Linked DNA regions of Gossypium hirsutum: region 1 is linked to region 2. A link is a contact called in public Hi-C data. All regions are on one chromosome and are shown on one strand. Each heading gives the region's core, a stretch centred on a gene start, on an enhancer-like site or on the middle of the called end of the contact. The rest is flanking DNA. Distances are from core to core; before and after follow the strand shown.

Region 1 (3,405 bases), core at 818-3,317, 240 kb before region 2:
GAAGGAACCAAGAAACTGATCTAATTTCGTTGCCACAATCATATAACATTCTTCATATAGACACCACAAAAAGAGTATGATCATGCTCATCATAGACTGAAAAACAGACCGACGGGCATAGACATACATGATTCACCCCAGCTGACCCACCAAAAGGTAAAGAAACCCTTCAAAGGAAAAATGGCAAACCAGAAAAGGGTGTATCCTTCACGCACAAAAAAAAAAGTGCAGGTTGTAATTGTAGCACATTTTGTCCTTTCCATGCCTATAGTACTAAAGGCTGACAAAATGCTGTAAGACAAGTGCTACTGTTGATAAGCTCACCTGACAGTAACCTACATCAGAATCACGAAAAGAATACCCCACAAGCACACGCCGGAGAGCAGCATGGCCCTCTGGAGTATCCAACCATGGATGGCCAGGGAAGGTTCGTGGAAGGTCCTGCAAGTATTTAAGAGAAAGGCTCAAACCAAATTTCTCAAAAGTCACAATTCTAGGTTATACAAATCAACAATTCGATGCCAGACCATCACATTCATTGTAATCTTCAGAAGTACTTTTAGAAGATACAATTGTTAGTTCTTCTATTTCTGATTCTATCAGTTCAGATGACAAGCAAAGAGATTATCAAGTACATTTTGTAAATCTTAGTTCAAGCATATAACATATATATATTCATAGGTATATTAGCTTATACACAATTATTGCTGAAATTGTTAAGATGCTTCCAATAAAAGATCAAACTCAATATAACCTTTGGTATTTGATATAACTTCTTATTCTGCATTTGTCAACAGTAAATGTTTTTTATTCCATCCTGTTGAAATTTCATTAGAGAAGAGACCTTTTCTCAACAGATCAAAACCTTCTAATGTCAAAACCCCAATACTGTCCAATGCAATCATCCTTTGCACGTAGGTCAATCATCAGATATGAATTCTCATTTCCAAATTCATTATGCAAAAATTAACCCTATCTCTAGAAAGAAACTTTACAAACATCAAATGAATAAGACGTCAATCAAAACAAAGACTCAATCAGAATTTATAAAGAAAAAAAAAGAATTAATGCAAGAATTTACATGATCAATCTGCCTTGTAGCAGGTGTTACTTTACCATCTACCGCCTTTGTCAAATCATTGTAATAACTTTCAGGCACCGTAGACTTCTTCTTGGCGGCACCGGATAGCGAAAACCAAACCTTAGGCCTAAGTACAGGGGGAATACCTTTCCTAATAAGCCTCTTCAGTGTAATAGAATTAGCCAAAGCTGCCAATTTGAGTGAAGATTTCAACACAATTCCTTCCGATAATGAAGAAACTTGTGGCTGTAAATACCAATTGGCTCCTTTGCTTGCTTCAAGTGCCCACCAAACTCGCCCTTGTTGCCTTACCTTTTCTCTTACCTCATTCAACACATTAACATCATCCACATTACCTTCAACAGTAAACCCATAAAGGTCTTGGAATTTCACTGTAAGATTAGCTCTTCTTGCATGGATGCTTGGCCTTAAAATTGGAAATTGTGCTTGCAATTCCAAAGTAAGGTCTCTTTTACTTTGGGTACCAAACATTTTTTCCCGTCCTTGATAGATCAAGAGAAAAGAAGACAAAGGTTAACAAGGGCTTTGTCAAAGAATGAGAGGGAGTTACAAGCTTTGAACCATGAAAGTGTCAATCTTTTCAAGCTTGCAGCTTGGAAATTTGAACGAAGGCTGAGTCTTGAAAATGGGTTTTATTTAAAGAAATAATAAGAGGATGAGTTACAAGCAAGACACGGAAAAAAGCTCTCACATTTGGATCAACATGACCATGGAAGATCCTTTTCAATAATATATAATATAATATAATTTTTTTTAAAAAAACCCAGAATAATGAAAGCCTTAAAAGAATACAGATTTTTTGCTCAACAAAATCTTCTGAGAAAGGGAGTGAAATTCTTTCCTTTTATTTTTTCTATTGTAATTTACAAAGGGAAGGGATGACTCAAAGAAACAAAAGATGTTACTAGGATATAAAAGAAGCAGAATTTAGTGGTAGGTAAAAATCAAAGCTTGAAAATTTACATATATAGAAAATTTCTCTTTTCTCAATACCAAAAATTACTCCTACTGATCTCTTATTAACAAAGAGAGAAGAAATTGTTTACAGTTTATACTTGAAAAAAAGGTGTAAATAAAAATTGGGAATTTTGTTATTAATTTATTAGTATTTTTTATTTTTCTAAACTCTATTATTAAGTTATAAATTTAATCCATATATTTTGTAATGATCACTGTTAGTCTCTATGCTTTTTGAATTCCTCATTATTCTTTTATTTTTTAAATTTCTAAAATGGTAACAATTATAAATATAGTTTATATTTTCTAATTTAATTTATTAACTCGTTTTTATGAGTAATATGTAAAAATAACAATATGACATACTATTACACGTGATAAAATATTTATCACATAAGATTTTAGAAATAATAAACTTTAACTTAATAAATTTAATAACAATCATTTGATCAGGGTTGAAATTTTTAAATTTGAAAAATATAAATAGTAAAATAACCATATTAAAGTATTTGGACTAAATCTATAATTTATAGATAATATAGGGACCAAGAGCATATTTTAACCTTTCCGTAAAATTAAACTATTGCCCCAACGTTAACAAAGCTTTGAATTTGATAAGACATGATGCGCGTGCGGTGGGTAGGTTTAGACTTTTAGCATTCAAAATAAATCCCTCTTTTTAATGGACTGATATACCCCTGCCGTTTATAAATTTAAATGTAAGATAAAAATATTTAATATAATATAATAAAAATTAAGACAATCTGATAATTTATTCAGAAATAATTTGAGGAATATATTAAAAAAAAACTGAAACATTCTGCGGTGATAAATAATAAAAATATACAAAATTTATGAAAAATAGTTATTTTAGTAGTTAAAAAATTAATGATTAAAAATAAGAGCAACAGTTGCAAAGAAGGGGTTTTTTTTCCTTGATAACCTAAAAAGAAGGGATAATTTGTTTTGATTTATGAGTGAAATAAAATCAAAACAGAAGAGGGAAGTTTTTCTCTAAAAAGGCTTAAATATGAAATTGGCCCTCGAACCATACTTTTTCTTACTTAGGCATCCAAAATAATTTTGGTCAAAACAAATATCTAAACAATCAATTTAGTCTTATTTTACCCCTAAGCATTATACTAATTAATAAGAACATGATACGTCATACACTTGTTGAGTAAGATAAGACGAAATTGATTATTTTTGTATCACTTTTAACAAAAAAATATATCTAAGTGATAAAATGATATAATTTTGAGGTAAATTTTGTAGTTAAACCTTTTAGAATTTGAATACTTTACATTTTTTAGTAATAAATAAATTTATATTTTGATTTGCTTTGT
Region 2 (3,466 bases), core at 81-2,580:
TAAACTATTTTAGTAGATATATAATTTAGAAAGTTTGTATAATAATATAATAATAAACATAAACCTTTTAAAAAGTTAACAATAGGTGGACAGACAAGACAAGACAATCAATGTAGGAAATGATATTTGATTGAAAAATACAAAATTTATAATTGAGATGAAGTTATGGTTGATGTGGTGGATTATAAATAGAGGTTTAGGACATCACTGTCCCAATAAATTAAACAGGACCTCGTGTTTAAAGCACCGCCAATCCTTTTACCTCTTACAGCTTAATTTTTCTGAATGTCTTTTTGGTATTTCACGTAGGTTTTCAATATTATCTTTTTTTAAGACATAGAATTCAGTTTTTGTAGGATGCAATGTATTTTATTATTACATTTAATATTTTAATATTTTAATTTTGCGAATGAGTAATAATATAATATTTTTAAATTAAAAAAATATAAAATTAAGTGACACGAATTAAAGTTTCCTTTATCATTGAGGCTTCAAAATTATTTTTTAAATTCAAAATATAATTTTAAATTACGATTTCAAGCCAAAAATAACTTTTTTCAAATTAAATTATATTTTTTTGACTAATTAAATTATATTTTTAAATTGCAATTTAAACTCAAATAAAATATTTTGACTTCTGGCATTTTATGAATGCTTTTAATTGAAATTAGTTTAATTATTCTTATTAAAAAATCTAACATATTTTTTTTTATCTTACAATATCATGTCTGAATAAATATTTTATTATTTCAAAAATATTTTTTGACAACAATAATTAAAATGATCAAAAACCCTTTTTTTTCATAACTCCCCCTAAGATTTTAAAATAATTGAAGTTGTTTATAAGTAAAATAATATGTTTGAAATTTATTACAAATTTTAAATGAAAAAAATAATTTCTAGCTTAATATATTATTTGATAATTTTTTTTAATCTTATACATATATATATTTATTTGTCTAATGTAATACATTTATTTGACAAATTTTTAAAGAATTAGGATTTATTTTAAAAAAATCATAATTAATTAATAATATTAACAATTAAATTTTATTAAATTAACCTTAAAATTTTAAAAAAATTCACAACCATCAAATTATATTTAAATAAATTAAATTAATTTATAAATAACACTAAATTTATTCTATTAATAAAATCATAAAAAATAATATTAAAATTCAAACCAATTTTAAAACTTAAAAATTAAAATTTTGATTACCAGAAGTCATCATTTTTCAGTCAAAATAAGAAAAATAAATAATTTAATGACGTTATAAAAGAGAGAAAAGAACATAAAAAGAAGAAAGCACATGGGGTGTTTGATGAGTACATTGACGCACGTGCCGATAAGGTAAGCGGCAAGCCTCACTGTCTGTATGGTTCTTGAATTTCATTTCCCAGAGTCAAGGGAGACAAAACATTATATTAATCCTTTCTCTTTCCTTTTTGTACGAAAACCCATTCAAAGTACTCTGGATTCATCACTCTCCCTCTTTTATTATCATTCTAACAATCCCTTCTTCCTACAACTTAAAAAGAAACACTCTGGTTTTGATCCTTGTTGGTTTTGTTGATCTGGGTATAATCGAAAATTTGTTGGGGGGAGGCGAGTGGGGATGAGGAAGAGGGAAAGGGAGAATCCGTGTGGGATATGCGGCCACTATCACAAGTACGAAGAAGAGGAAGTTTGTGGGATATGTGGCCATAGAATTCCCCTCTCTTCTGACAAATCATCGCTTCAAGTCAGTGCTTTTCCCTCCCTCATCTTGCCTGGCTTTCTTTATTTGGGTAGCTATGATAACGCCTCTCGCTCTGAGCTTCTAAAGACCCAGGGAATTACTCATGTCCTTAATGTAGGCCCCTTCTTCTCCTTTCATTAATGTGTATGTTTGCTTATGGTATTACTATCAGCTTATGGTTTTTATATTTAAATTTATGGGTTTTGTGATCCAATGTAGTTTGGAAAAGTTGACTTATGATTGTTCTCTAATTCATATAAAAAGGGTAAATTAGGAATTGATTTTAGTGCTGTATGTTTAAGGTTTTTATGCTGCTGTTTTTGTATAATATTGATGGGTTTTCTGCATTCCAAGTATTTGGCATCGGAAGTAGGAAATTAGTAACTAACTTAGTTCCTTTTGCCTTTGCTTGTTTCTAAGTATAGAAAGGGTGGCTTTGCTTAGCATGAAGAATGGAAGGGAGTGAGAATGGAGAATTTTGTTAATTAAATGATAAATATTCATAACCACTTTCCTAGTTTATAGCTTAACCAAAGCTTAATGGAGGAGGATCTTGTAATTACATTGATCTAAAAAATTCCTATGTCAGTTGTACTACCTATTATGGAAGTCTTATGATTATCTGCATGGTTAGTGGTATGAATGAAAGATTAGTTATAGCTTTGGGAATAGTGTGAAGTTAATAGGTGTACTATCCAGTTTTAATGAATTTTCCTTGAGACTCTACTTTAGGCCTTAACCTTTCGGGTAAACTTACTGTTGAGTTAAACTGGATATCTAGGATAAATAATGGGTAATATTCGTTGGTGCTTTCTATTTGCGGATGAGGCTGAGACCACTATTATTGATCTTAAGCTGGAAACTTGGGGAAGAAGTTTGACATAAAATGTGTGATATTGATGAGGCAACACCAGAACAGGATGTGAGGGTGCAATTTATCAAACTTAGAACTAGAAATAATGGTAAGATTTGATAGTCAAATGGTCCTAAGAGCAGTTCTGTTGATCTTTTAGTCCTTAGCCTTTGAAAGGAGAACCTGAGGGTTCATCATAAATTGAGGTTTTAAGATTTTCGTAGTGTTTAATGGAGAATTATACAACATTAAACCTTGCATGGCACTGGATCACATGCAGCATTATTGAGAAAGATGTACTGAGCTACTTTTTCACTATAGTAAAGGGATGTCCTTTCGATAGTAAATTACAATTCTATTCACAGCCATCATACATATAGAATCAGAAGGTGGCTAAACATAGCAGCCAATGAATAGCTTCTTTGTTAGATTTACACAATATCCAAACCCATATATTCTGTTTGCCATTTGCAAGGGCAAAAATTGGAATTTTGTAGGAATGGGGTCAAAGCAGTAAGAACACTTCTGTATCAAAGAATGGTATTAGGGATGAGGAGAAAATGGAATTGGGGACTGTCTCCACAGGATATGCTTTTGATATTGGAAATCATAACTGTTAAACTAAGTTGATAGTAATACTCTAACCACCTTCCAATGCCATCAGGGAGGGAATTGGAAGGATCGTTTTGGCAGGTGGTAAGGGTGATGGTGTGAAGATCCATTCTTTTTCAGTTTTCATTGTACAGTTTGTTCTCTTTGTTTGATGTTGCATCTGCTTAAATACATATTAATGGCTATCATGCATCTTAGCTTACACTTATGGCATATTCTTATATTATTTACAACATCTCTTTGCAGACTGTACCTGCTTGTC

The links. A called contact is a pair of places that touch in the nucleus more often than the background predicts.
Region 1: a Hi-C map of leaf shows a contact between it and region 2, with 1.9 times the contacts expected there. The contact joins the promoter of LOC107955734 here to the promoter of LOC107955728 in region 2. A contact is called at or near these places in 4 of 34 Hi-C or Micro-C datasets (all in leaf).

Annotation. Positions count from the first base shown.
Region 1 is chrA07:89,936,065-89,939,469 of Gossypium_hirsutum_v2.1, reverse strand. It overlaps LOC107955734 (TBC1 domain family member 2B), which reads right to left and starts at 2,067. Exons shown (of 8, transcript XR_001700097.2): 1 at 1,082-2,067; 2 at 325-441.
Region 2 is chrA07:89,694,802-89,698,267 of Gossypium_hirsutum_v2.1, reverse strand. LOC107955728 (protein-tyrosine-phosphatase IBR5) reads left to right here and starts at 1,330. Exons shown (of 5, transcript XM_041116560.1): 1 at 1,330-1,853; 2 at 3,451-3,466. The coding sequence starts at 1,617.